Regions from separate parts of the Oryctolagus cuniculus genome. Here region 1 is linked to region 2. Evidence: chromatin contacts called from public Micro-C data. All regions are on one chromosome and are shown on one strand. The core of a region is the stretch at or near the end of the contact, and the rest is flanking DNA. Distances in the headings are between cores, read along the strand shown.

The links. A called contact is a pair of places that touch in the nucleus more often than the background predicts.
Region 1: a Micro-C map of ear pinna shows a contact between it and region 2, with 1.6 times the contacts expected there. The contact joins the promoter of BNC2 here to the enhancer-like site in region 2. A contact is called at or near these places in 2 of 6 Hi-C or Micro-C datasets (ear pinna and skin fibroblasts).

The regions. Positions count from the first base shown.
Region 1 is chr1:179,689,883-179,697,187 of mOryCun1.1, forward strand. It overlaps BNC2 (basonuclin zinc finger protein 2), which reads right to left and starts at 2,513. Exons shown (of 10, transcript XM_051857628.2): 1 at 2,309-2,513. The coding sequence starts at 2,311.
Region 2 is chr1:179,648,927-179,655,794 of mOryCun1.1, forward strand. The region is part of intron 1 of BNC2 (basonuclin zinc finger protein 2); the gene reads right to left. Among named protein-coding and RNA genes, the nearest start is that of BNC2, 40 kb to the right of the region's middle. Within about 2 kb of position 3,370, at least 3 of the 8 cell types and tissues checked have an H3K27ac peak or open chromatin away from gene starts, as enhancers often do. A contact at or near this core is called in ear pinna, where this site is marked.

The sequences.
Region 1 (7,305 bases), core at 1,263-3,762, 40 kb after region 2:
AATATTTCCTTAATATTTATTTTCAAAACCACGTGGGGGTGGATTCTTAGTCACAGTTTTACATGCAAATACTACCCAACTCAACACTCTCAAGGGGCTTGGGGGGGGGGGGAGACCGTTTCATACCTTTCTCACAAGATACTCCAAATAAAGTTCACATTCACACTCGCTATTACTTCCCTCAGGTGAAGATACTCCTGGTACTTTGGTAAAGTAATTAGCAATCTGGATTTTAAATACACTGCTCTCCGGGAACAGAAAGACTAGCTACCCCTAAGAACTTCATTAAGACTGAACAACCTAAATGAAACAGCTACAAATATAATAGGAAACACAGATACCCGCTAAAGGTTCACAAGGGATTTTTTTTTTTTGGGTGATTCCAAAGGGTAAAGGAAGTTCTAATAACTTGTACAAGGTCTCGCTACTCAAGTACATCTTCAGACCAGACACAGTAAGTAGCCCTGCCAGAAATAAATTCCCCACTTAAAGCATGTATGTACGTGCACGCTAACATCTGAAACTGCAGAATTCACAGCAGCGAATGACAAACGGGCTGAGCTACTGTTCAAAGTGATTAGCACAGGGGCATAGATGTGTAGACAAATACTACTGCAGGCGAGGGGGAAAGGAAGAAAAATACTACCTACAACCAGCCTTTACAGCGTTCTGGCGTAAAACGCCGTTAGAAGGGCATTTCTGAAGCTCTCAGCAGATATATTGAGTATTTTGTTTTGATGTGTCTCTTATATACAGGTTCCAACCACTGCAACTGTCCACGAAGTACATAAAAAATAATAAAACAGGCCACTTTCTGCCACTTTAATCCTGGGTACACAGGATTATTTTATGATGTCTTTTTACATCACTCTTACAACAGCTTGACTCTAGGGTAAATGGGAACCATCATAAATCGCACTGCTGCTTTCAAAACCACTTTAATTTCTGTCAGCCTTACTGTAACCACAGTCCTGGGCGCATGCTATTGTGTGTGAGTGTGTGTGTGTGTGAGTGTGTGCGTGTGTGTGCGCGCGCGCCTGCGTTTGACAGTCGCATTCTCCTATACTCCCGTTGTGACTTTGATCACTGAAACAAGAGATGTCACATTAGGGGAAGGGAAGCGGGGAGGGGAGAACGCCACCCCGTTATTACCCTTCTCCTTCCATGCTCCGTCTCCACGAGAAACACGCTCCAAGCAGATGCCCAAGTGGGGCTAACAATAGCAACTGGGTGGAAGCGAACTCAAAAGGAAGGGAGTGGTCAAGCCCCACTTCTAACAAATCACTTCCCCGAAAGCGGACAGCGCGGCGCGTCCGCGCTCCCTTCCTCGCTGCAGAGAAGCCGCTCCGCGTCCAGGGCTGCGTCCGAGCCTGCTTCGCAAAACCATCCCATTCCCTCCACCTTTCGCACTTGGAACTTTTTAAAAAATCTCAGCCTCACTTCACCGAGGATTTCACCTACTTTTGTTTTGTAGGGTGTTTTTTTTCCCCCCGCTCTTAAGCCCTTTCGCCCTCATTCTGCCCCCTCCCCGAGCCCCCAATCCCACTCTGCAGCCAGTGCGTTAAGTAAAACAAATTGGTTTCCTCAGAACTGCACTTCGGAAGGGTCTTTCGGTACCTCCAGGGTTGCTCTGGCCGCCCTGCGCTATATGCACATTCTGCCTAAGACCTGCAGGAGCGGTGCCTACATCCCCGCGGACGAAGCGGGGTCCCGAGCGTGCGGGAGACCAGTGGGGGCGAGTAGGCGGGCCGGGGGTACCCGGCAACGGTGCCCCACGCGGCACAGCGCCCCTGTGCGCCCTGGCACCCATGTCCCGCCGCCGGCCGCTCGGTCGCAGGCAAGTTGTGAAAGTTCCCGCGGGTCCCCGCCGCTCTCCTCTGCGCCGCCAGCTCCTTGCTGCGCTCCACTCATCCCCCGCGTCCCTTCCATCGCGTCCGCCCGGGGCTCGGCCCCCCCACCCCGGAGCCTCCCGCTCGCCAGCGGCTCACCTTGGCTCGGACGCCGCCCGAAGGGGCCACCCTGGGCGACCCTCCCAACCCCCGCCCCTCCATACACACACACCCTCCCACCTGGAGCTCGCCGCGGAAACTTGGGGCCAAGTTTAGGGGAGGATTTCGGGAGCACAGCAGGGGCCAGGTTGGACTGGTGTGGGGAGGTCTCCTGCCTCTGCTGCCTGCCCTCCCAGGCGCCCCCCGCCACGGGACTGGAGGAAAACGCAAGCCCCCGGCGGCCCCGGGGGCGCTCGGGCGGCCGGGGTCACTCCTGGCGGAGTCTAGAATAAAGGGGAAGGAGGGTGGAAACTTCTTACCATCTCGGCATGCTGGTTGTCAAGTGCAGCCCCCGCCTCTTGGTCTCCTCTTAGCGGCCGCGCCTGGACCAGCCCCTCGGCCGCCGCTCGCTCCTTCAGTCTCGGCCTTGCTCGCCCTCCCCCTCCCGATTTCCTCCGGGCCGCCGCGCTCGCCGCCTCCGCCTCTCCCCGCCCGCCCGCCCGCGCGCGCCCTCGCCGCGGCCCCTCAGCGCTCAGGTGACTGATTTACACCCGCGCCCAGGGTCGCCCTCGCTCCCCACGTCCCAGCCTGCGTACTTCCCCCGCGGCTCCTCCGGACCAGGGGAGGGGAAAAAAAAAAAAAAAAGGAACGGACTGTCCCAGGAGGGGGCTGCTCCGGGCGGTGTGTGTGTGTGTGTGTGTGTGTGTGTGTGTGTGTGTGTGAGAAGGGGGGTGGCCGGCGGCGAGGTGACGCGGGGCGTCTCTGCAAGCCCCGCAAGTTCTCCCTCTCCCTGCAAAACTGCCGCGACTACAATGTTGCTTCCCTTTTGCAAAGTAGAAGTCCGCTTGCTCTGTTGTTGTTTGTGCTCGGCGTGCGAGGGGTTTCGCGAAGGAGGATGTCTATGTCTCCCTCCCCCCACCCTGTTACTCTTTTTTTTTTTTTTTTTTTTTTGGCCCTTTCTGGGGGATGGAAAAACAACTTTAGCGCCCCCCGGGGGGTGCGGGCGTGGAGGTGGAAGAGGTGGCCGCTAGCGCCCAGCTGTCAAAAAAAAAAAAATGGGGGAGAGAGGCAAGCCCGGGAGAGGAGGCTGCGAAACGCCGAGGAAAGGGCGCGAACTTTACCCAGACTGCGGCGAGCCGCGGCAGCCCTTTCCTTTTCGGGCGCTCGCCTGTCGCCGTCCCCCTGGGCCAGTTCCTCCTCCCCTCCCCGTCCCCGGACCCGCCGCCTCCCGCGTGCGCGCCGCGGCCGCCCGGCGCCCCTCGCCCCTCGGAGCCCAGGTCCTGCGCGCGCCGCCGGGGAGAAGGCGAGGGGCGCCGGGGCAAACCCCGGGGACCCCCACGCAGGACGAGGGCGAGCTGGGAGAAGAGGCCAAAAGTTGCGCGCAGCTGGGGGAAAAAAAAGTTTCTGGTGGCGGCGTGTTTAGTGCCGGCCCAGACGCCGGCTTGCGGCGAGGGCTTCCTTCCCCTTTCCCTGGTGTGGGCCGCGGGCCTCAGGCTGGAGCCGGCGGGAGGGAGGAAGCAGGCTGCCGCCCCTGCGGGCGCCCGCGGGGACAGCACGGTCACAGCTGTGGGCGACTCGGCCGACCCGCGTCGCCCTGCCCCGCAGACACAGGAAAGCGGGTTGCAGGCTCCCAGCGCACACGCCGGCAGCTGAAGGACATTTCTTAAATGCAGGCAAAACATGCTCCCCGGCCGAAGGGTGGTGGCGCGGGGAGCGGGGGACTTTATCATCATCATCATCTTTCGAACGTCCACTTTGTGCCAAAAACATCTCCGCGTCGTGCAGATTGATCATAGCTAGAGCAAACTTTCTGCTTATCTGACACGGGAGGAAGGCACAGGTTTCTAGCGTACTCCCTGAGCGCTAAGAAATCAGAATCGGCGAAGATTTGCTTGGCAGAACAACAGGTTTGGTTACCGGTTCCTACTGAAGAGAAAGTCTCGCCCCTTCCCTTCTCTCCTCCCCAAGCAGAGAGAGAGACTGCTTAATTGCATTCAGAGGTCAGAATTAAATTCCTTTGAAAATATGTAGCCTTGGAATTACAGACTTATTTTCTTTGATGCGCGATCTGGTCTTAAGTTTAATATAAATTTTCACAATTGTCAACTTTTCAAAATATTTCGAGGGCCGTGACTAACTAGGTCCCAAGTAGCCACAGCTGCCTTAAAAATGTGATTGGGCTTATTATTCACAGGGCTCCAGCTTTTTACAACGGGGCCACCACACCTGCAGTTCTGTATTACTGATTAGGTCCAAATTCCTGACACTTTCTAGGCCCTTTCAAAGCAAATTTCAAGTCATATCTGCATTTGTGGATTCCATGCATCACTTTTTTGCAGTGCAAAAAATTTGCCTGGTAAACACTTCTCTCGTGGTAAATACCTTGGAGTTCAAGGCACACAGTTCATCTGGAGATTTCCTATGGGAATACTATTACTTCTCTCACTAGAGCATGAATCAAAGTATAGACTGGCTAGCTAACGACCATCCATATGTGTTTAAATGCATGTTATCAAAGAAGGCTCATCTTTAAATTATTTGATTAAGGTGTGGGGCATGTTCTCTTATTCTCTAAACATAACTGTAACATCATCCTATGGTTTGTAGAAACTGATTACACAAGGGATAATGATGACCAAATGTTCGTTCTGAGCAACTGAAGATAGTCGCAAGAACGCTCCAGAAATGAGCCAAGTTCCGATGTGTTTTCCTGTATCTGGGAAAAATGAGAAACGCTAGTTGCTAATTTCAGAGTCATTACCCACACAAATCCATTCACACACTTACCGCTTTGGACAAGTGACAGGCTAGCAGTTGCCAAACAATTGTATTCACACAGTGCATTTTTGGCTGCACACCTACACTGGCCAACATGAAGAAGTTATTCCACATCAAGTAACCTGTAATTTACATTCCCCTGATTGGTTCCAGATTTGTCCGTTTTTGATGTTAGCATACAAACAATTTGTGAGGCAAGACATATCTATTTGGGGTCCCCTTGCCTTTCTAGAGAGTCATTATTATGAAGATGGGGAATGTATTCAGCTAAAGATCATTACCTTGCAGAAGGTGGAAGAATTTGCAGGAAGAAACAAAGCCCAGCATGGAAGAAAAATCCATCTTTTTTTTTTTCTTTCTAGTGGATTTCAATGGCAATTGTAATAAAATCTTAAGTCCCTTTGTGTCCTGCAAGACCTCAATGTTCTACACCTGCCCAAGTCTTTAAACTATTTCAATTCCACTTACTTATTCTCTGGTGAATCTCACCAGAGATTCAGCCACACTGACTTTCTTTGTTTTTCTAACTTGCCAAGCTGCTTCTTCCTCTTTGCCCCTCTTCTACCTGGAATGTTCTCCCCTATTTTCCAGTGATTCCTTCATATCATTCGTAGCTCAGTTCTAACTTCCTTCTGCAGACTGTAATTAAAGTGGCTCTTTGCCTATCATCCAGAACTTAATTCTTCATATTCCTTCTGAATATCTGAAATTGGTTTGTTGGTCTACGGGCTGTTGTTACTTTTCTTCAATTAAAATGTAAGCCCCACAAGGGTAAGAAGCATATCCACCTTATTCTCTTAGTTTTGGCCCATGTAAATACCAGGCACAAAATAAAACCATAAAATTTGGCTCGAATTAGAAATGTCAAAATCATCACCCTGTGTTACTGATCTGATGACCACATGACCAAACAAGTTCCCTCTAGGAATGTAGAAGAAAGAGTCTGTTCTCTTGTGAGACGCAGCCAACACCATTGATGTGATCCTGAAAGTGTGGTCTGAACCCCCACGTGAGGGTTCCAGAGACTGTTGTTAAGAGCTCTATGAAGTCAGAACTTTTTGTATTTTGATACTGGGAAGTTATTTGGCATTCTCACTCACAGTCTCTCGTTTGCACAGGCGCTTTCCAAAGACAATGTGGTATGTGTTATCACAACAGATTGAATGCAGAAGCAGGTAGGAGAATCCATCTCTCTTTATTATAAGTTAGAGATGTGCCCAGATGTGGAAATCAGTGTCACTCCTCTCACTAAATGCTTGTTTTGGAAAAGAGGTTTTCATTTGAAAATGTGTGTATGTACTCATTTCCTATCACTGCTATAATGACAAAGAACATAATTTTTTTTTTTTTTTTAAATTCTGGAGGTCAGAGTTCAGAAAAAGGTTTCGCTAAAATAGTCAAGGCCTGCATTCCTTCCTGGGGACACTAGGGGAAAATCTACTCCCTTATCTTATCCACTCCTCAACTCCCATTCCTTGGCTTGTGGTCCCTTCAGAGCCTGCACAAACCAGATGTGTCTTTCCCTAACTACATCACTGACACTGACTCTTCTGCTGCATCTGTCTTTCAGTTCTAACTACCCTTGTGAGCGTCCCATTGAGCCTATCCGGATAATCTGGAATAGTCTATCCATCTCAAAATCTTTAATCACATCTGCATATTTACGGATTCCAGGAATTACGATGTGGACCATGATGAGGGGCGCATGATGGGTTTAATATTGTTATTTTAAATGAATTTACATTTTTAAAATTTCAGTTTGTTTCTGATGCAGGAAATATGCATGGTTATTGACTAAATAAACCAAGGCTCTGTGCAGTGGTTAACCTGGACAATAGCTACTATCCTTTCTTCCACACCTCAAGTTCACTAAATTGGTTCAGACTGGCTGGAGGGGCCCTCTTCTCCTTTGCTGAGGTTGGCTTCAGAATTGTGTGACTGAGCTCCAGGGGATGAAGGCAGAGGGGAAGTCAATGCAGAGACTTCTGGGGAAGATTATTTTACTTATTAAAGCAAAGAAAAAGGTTGACAAGTTATAAGTTGTCCCTCTTCTGCTGTGGATGTTAGGATGTGAGAATGTGGTACCTGAAACAGCTGCATTCATCTTGTGACCAGGAAGGAACCCACACAACTGGGTAAGCACAGGCAGTGAGCACCTGCGCTCCTAATGGTGTTACTGGCTTTCTGAATTAACTGACCCCTAGATGGCCTGGACCTTCTTGTTATGTGTTATAATCAATCCCTTTTTGTTTAGGCCACTTTGAGCTTGCATTTCTGTTACTTGCAGCTTAAACCTTCCTAAATATTAGAGAGAAATGGTATAACTAGTTAAAGGTTCTGTGGAGGAATTCTCCACTATCATTTCACATGAAATGTATATTTCCCCCAAATCCTGAGAAAAGATCTTTGAAGAAATCAGTAAAATGGGAAAAAGAATAATTATCCTGTGAGAATGAGAACTTAATCAACATAAAGACATTACAATAAACACAAGCAAGGAATGCTGGCACAGAGTTGAAATGGTGACATTTCCAGAACT
Region 2 (6,868 bases), core at 2,120-4,619:
TAGAAGGCTTTAAAAGCATCTTCAGCTGTCAGACTGTAACAAAAACAACAAAAAAGTCATCCTTAATACAAACATTTCACAAGTGAGAAAACCCTGTAAATTGAGATGATCATGGCCATCCCGAGTTCACTATTTATTTAGCCATCACACATAGGCACCTTGCTCTGGCACCCCAGCTGCTGGGCTGAATTAAGCTGGTGCCATCGTCTTGGGTATACTCAAATAAATGCAAAAGAAAATTTTAAACTTGAGGATTTCTTTTAAAGCTTGATATATTAATTTGTTTGAAAGGTAGAGTGAGAGAGAGAAAGTGAATCAACCTGCCATCCACTGGTTCATGCCTCAAATGCCTGCAACAGCACAAGCTGGGCCAGGCCGAAGCCAGGAACTCCATTTGGCTCTCCCACGTGGGTGGCAGGGGCACAACTACTTGAGCATTCATCCACTGCCTCCCAGGTGCATTAGCAGGAAATTGGACTGGAAGCAGAGGCAGGACTCAACCCTAGGCGCTCTGACATGGGATGCAAGCATTCCAAGTGCTGGCTTACCCCACTGTGTAAAACTTGAGGATCTTTTGTTATGTGCTTGTTGGAGACCTTCACTTTTCCCTTTTGGCAGAAGCATGACAGAAATACAGCAGACAAGTAGACTTGTATGGCGGGCAAGTATGTTTACACATCATGGGTTTTGATCATCCACTTAGAAAGGGAAACAGAGTAACCCAAATGGACAGTAACAGCTCTGTGCTGGATGAAATCTCCAAAAAATCAGGGCAATATACCTCAAAAAAATCAGCCTAAAGAAGCTGAATGATGAACAGATGGATATACAGAGCTATCAAGAAAATGCTGTGTCAAATGATATCAAATAAGCATGTAACACAGACGGTATTTTGATAAAAGGACAAGGTCCCCACTTCATCTGATACAAAAGACCCAAGGGTTTGGACAGAGGTACCTTTTGGGGTTGGGGAGGGGGAGATTATTCTAGTTCCCAGATAACTGGCAATAAGTGCTATGATTTAAGCGATATTACCAATTAGACTTGGAGATAGCTGCCACAACACTGCTCCAACGCTTAAATTGCATTATGTTTAATTACTGCAAAGTTACATCTGGAGAGGGAAACATAATTTTACAACCACTCTCAGCATTCTAACTTGAGCGCAGTCCCTGCATGACACACATTCGCCCAAGTAATTGAGGCCCTGAAAGGCACACAGTTAATAATGTGTAACTAGCAGAAACACAAGGAGAAGCGACAAGCAGGTCTCCGTGAATTAAATTCACATCTAATTATGTGACCTCTCTGTGTCCTCCTACCCTGAGAGCAGGTACTCCAAAGCAACCCGGTGACCAGCCTCAGCAGGACCCAGGGAACAGGAATTCGGCTGGGGGTGGGTGGGAAGCCAGCCACTGCACTGATGGGAAAGAAGACAATGTGCTTGAGAAAGTCCAGCTCTGACTCTTGTCACCCATTGTCACAGTCCCACAATCCAGAGAACTGGGTCAACATGTGAGTACTTTAATCAAAAAGGAAAATTACAATATAACTCTGTTGTTCATGGTAACTCTACTGCCTTGAGATTAAACTTTTAAAAGGTGGGTACCCTGTGTACCACTTCACAGTGCCTGGGTCCGAGTTTCAGCTGCACTCCAATTCAGCTTCCTGCAAATGCATATCTCTGGGAGGGAGCGGGGAACAGCTCAAGTAGTTGGGTTCCTGCCACCCACATGGGAACCCTGGGTTGAGTCCCAGGCTCCCAGCTTTTGCCTGGCCTGCACTAGCCAGTGTAGGCATTTGAGCAGTGAACCAGAGGATGGGAGCTCCCTCTGTCTCAGTGCTTCTCAAATACATAAATAATTGGGGAAAGTACATTAGAGAGTGATGGTAAGAGAACAAGGAAATGAGACTAAGAGATCAATATGTGCACACAGGTATAGAAGAGTATTTTGAGGTACATGTGGTTGAAAAAGTGTAAAATACGTATAGGTTACATGTTTTAAGGCTGAATTAGAGAACAAGAGTATTAAAGTATTAAAAAAGGGAAAATGTATAATTTGTAAATTTCAGAGTTATGATTAGTGGAAACATACTTAGTTTGAATTTATATTATACTCATATGTACATTCACCCAAAAAACCATTAAGGTATGTTTTATTCTTCATGTCCCCAAAGATGGAAGTCCTTTAACAGCATTTCTCTCTCTCTCTCTCTCTCTCTCTCTCTCTCTCTATATATATATATATATATATATATATATATCCCAACTAATATTTCCACTTCATAATACAAAATGATTTCAGGTCAAAATTCCTACATCTGCAATGATATGTTTACACTACAAAATTGTCAAAAAACCTACACAAATTATAAAACGTTAAGCCTCAAGGGGGACAAAATTGAAACCAAATGTCTGCATGTTACCAAAAACGTGACAAAAATGGAGTTTAATTAATGAAACCTTTAAGAGTAAAATATTTGATTATTGCACCCAACAAAAATCACAGGTATAAATAAATTTGTAACTGATCCGGTGATCAATTTGATTTTATAGGAAAGCCACAACAAATAACACATTACAGTTATCTCAACTTCCAGATTAGAGTTGATAATAATTAAAAGAAAAAAAAAACTGAAAATGCTTGGTGTGAAGTAAGCATGAATCCTTATAGGGCACCTCATATAAAATGAATCCTGTCTCTTTAAATTGAAGGACCTGCTATAGTTAGGTAGCATGAAGCCAAGAAAAAGTTCTGAAGTTTAACTCTCAGGAGCAAACATTTTCTACTTGTGAAGTAAACTCTGTTGAAAGACAGCAGACTACGGTCCCACCAGTAAAAACAGGAAAGTTTGCAGCCAGTGACAGCTTTGCCTACAGATGGGGAAAAAAAAAGTGTCATAGGCTCACTTTATTAAACCATATGCTCATTGCCCTGTGAAGAAAGCAGGGTCACTAATTAGTTCATTCTGTGAAAGAAGCCCTTCCTGATCCCGTTGACTTTTGTCCCCCTGGTTAGCTCCAGCTATTTCTGTCATGCAACTTGAAAATCACTGGAGGGAGGAAGATCGCCATAACAACCGCTGAAATGATCTTGTGGAATGTGTCTAGTGGCACTGGAATAACCTGAATATGTGCTCCAGATGTGTCGGCTGTCAGGAAAAAAGTAAACACATCTGATGGACAGCGTATGACTAGATGGCCTCGCAGCGACTTCGCGGCTGGGGGGAGGGGCGCTGGGAGCCCCCGCGCGGGGACCCGCCGGCCTGGAGAACTGAGCGCGACTGTTCCGCCCGCGTCCCTCCCCGGAGCGGCCTCTGCGAATTTCCGTCTGGCACGGACTTGCGAGCGTTTGGGAGCAAACTCAAACATGAATGCTGAGAGGAAGGGGGAAGAGAGGAGCCGGTTCAGAACACTTTCTGTCTTCAATATTGATGGCAACGTGTTTTTAAAGCATTCCGCCTTCAAGGGAGGGCAGTCTCCGGGCCCCTGCCCTCCCTCTTCACCAAATGAAAGGTTGTGCTTTCTTGCCCCGTGTGTGCCTCTGAAGCCCTCTATTAGGTGACTGCGGGATCACATTTCCCCATCTGAAAATGTTGTCTTTTTTTGATGGCGGTGTTGTTCCATGCACAAGTTGGACAAGCGGGTTGGTTCCCTAACCCCAAACGTTTTTTAAAAAATATTTTTCTAATGAAATGCATAGGAATGATGAGAAAACATGATAGAGGCCAAAACACATTTTCACCTTAGTTCATATTCTCAGGGGTGTTTGCAAAGAGGGTTTAGGTCTCTGCTCAGTGCTGCTGCTGTTCACAAAACCACCCAGCAACTCTACAAACATCAAGCACACAGTAGGCACCTGCCCAACACTTGCTGACTCAAATTAGTTCTTAATGTCCAGGATTCAGATGCTTCCTGGGTTCTACATACAGTGGCAAGGATTACTTAAAAAAAAAAAAAAGTAACCAAGTTTTAAAATACTTAAGAAAAATAAATGAGAAGTTTATTTCCCCAGAGGATCAAAAATGTCTCCCTAAAGAAAATAGGAAACACCATATCCACACCATTGTACACAAACAACCTACTTGTGCATGAATTCACATATTCAATGCTTACTGCTATTGTAGAAGTTGGTAGAATGGGACTCAAGTTATAAAGAATATGCACAAAAATATCCACTGTGCTCCTCCCATAAATGCTTACATCTGTGAAAAGACTACAAAGGTTTGTGCAGAAATTTAGAATCTATGTCAAAAGTGTTTCAAGCAACATATTCCAGATTTTCTTTCAAAAATCCTGTACAGTTGTATTTCAATAAAATTTCTAATGGTTTGGCAACACAGTCTAAACTGCACTGAGGGCAATTACCTCTGTAAGATATACAACTAAGGTATAAAATTGCTTATTTAATATTTAAAATCCCTAAAATTGCTCATGCTTAACAGTCATTAAAACCAATAAATTATATCAAGGCACGGCAGCGTTCACCTGGTACTTTCATTCAAGGCAACTGCCAACTTACAAATCTTGTTTCAATTTCTAAGTATCTAAGTACATTTTCCTCCTTTGATAAAACTCATTTAGTGATTCAGATTCCACAAGTAGATCACTGAAGGGGAAAAGAAAACTGTAAGAAATTATTATTTGAGAGCAGGAAATGGAACAAATCTTCAACTTACTCTTTCCTCTGCAATTCACACATTTAACCTGGCAGAGAAACACCCCAAGGATGCTTGGAGGCTGAAGGACTTACAATTTGAAGAAATAGGTGAAAGCACAACAAGAATGAATGGCACTGCTTCTGCCTTCTAGAAATTGGATTCCACTGGCAGCTGGCTGAATGAAGCCAATAACAGATTCATGGTGGTGGAAAATGTTTCATCCTCTAAACGAAATGTCGTTATTTCCTTGTAAAAGAAACTGTACTTCTTGACAAGTTAGACAACCTAAAATAATCATCGCCAAGGTTCAATTTATAAAATTTGCTGGCAATCTATAAAAAAGAAATAATCTAGGTATCTGCAATTATTTGCAGAGTATATTTTATTCCAGCCTAATCTAGCCCCCTCCCCAAGTTACAAGACTTCAACAAGGGCCAACAGATTTCCACATAAAAAGCCAAATATTTAAAAGCTTTTATAAAACAAAATCATAAGCGTGCACATTTGTACAATGAGGTGCCAAATGTCTAAAAGATGGATGAGCTTCGAGGACCATTTTCATTCTCCTTGGTCTTACTATTCAACCAATAAGCAAAACACTCATGTTTACCCAAAGAACTGGAATGTATCTGTACTTGCATGAATTCGCGTGATATTTCTTATCCATCCACAAGTTCTTAAGCTGAACTTGTAATAAACTTTTCTAAGAAAGATGGCAATTAAAGCATTGGATCTTACATCAGACCCAGAGTAATGGTTTTTCAGTGAGTTTTTGTTAAGAGCATCAAAAGGTCAGAAAGGAACGAAACCTGGGGTTAACAAAGGAAGTAGCCAAGTTCCAAGAGTTATATGACACCCATATGAACAGATTTCATGGCTGAACACTGCACTATCAAGCCTGTGGTTAACATCAAACTTCATATGGTACATGCATTCTGCCTTTAGTCTACTCTGTTTCTAAATTCCATTGAGTGGTTGTGGATTATGGTTTCTCAAAGCAGCAGCTTCTTTCAGTAGACAATGACACCTAAGCTCCAAAAAGACTCTCCCTAATGATTTCCTATTTTATTCCACTGAGTAAGTAATGACAACCATTACAATATTCACTATTAGATAGGCAGACCTATCGAGTAAGAGCTAGGAAATTCTGGGGAGTTTACCAGCAAATTTTTTATTACCTTTTTTTGCCATTCTCTATTAGCATTACAGACCAGGACATAATTATCAACCAGCTAAAGGTGGCCATAAAAATTGAATATTCAAGCAAAACAAAACAAAAACTAAGAGGGCAACCAGCAACCCAATCTATTAGAATTCCAGCTGGCTATGAGTAAAACACTGGATGTAGTTTCTTGGCTGCCGGCATTTTTAACTGTCCATGTGGTAAGCTTCATTCACGTGGCACTGTTTCTCGAGCAGTTATAAGAGAAAGTTACTAGGATGAATGAAATCAAACTCTAGACTTAAAACAATGGTTCTATTTTGAAGAAAACAACATACGTTTTGAGAACATTTTTTTGAAAGGAGCTGTATGGGATCTCCTTATTAGATCCTTAATAAAACTATGAGGAAGCCTTCAAAGGAAAAAATCTGAAGCTATTACATGCAGTTAAATGCCAACAGAATAAAAGAAAAAAAATCCAGAAGGTTCTTTGAGGTTATCAGTCATGTGTCATGCTATCAAGGGAAAAGAAGCTATGAAGAAGCACAGAATTCCAGGCAAAAGCTGGCAATCTGTGACACTAAACGCAGAGCACACAGTATGTTCTGCCCAGTTTCAGAGCCCTTAAAGAGTCCTGTCAAGGACATAGCTGTGACACTCGATCTGCTCAGTATAATGTCACCCGTTGAAGCAAAAATTATAAAACATGTGAGTCAGTGAGTCTTATCCCAAGTTTTATTACAAACAAAATATTCTCTTAAGGTGCCTATGAAATCCTCAAGACAAATCATAACACCACACACTAATTTCTAAAATAAACATTTTCCATACAGCACTAGGGGGAGAAGCAAGAAAGTAGTGGGAAGAGCTGAGTGAACCAGGGAGAAAGAAGTCCCTCAGTTCAAAATTTCTTGAAATCAGGATTACAGAAGTTCATTGATTCACCCAACACCACACAGCTATGTATCAGCAGAGGAATTGGCACAAAAACCCTCATGACAATGATACATTTTCCTACAAATCTGCTCCTCTCTTGCCACTACT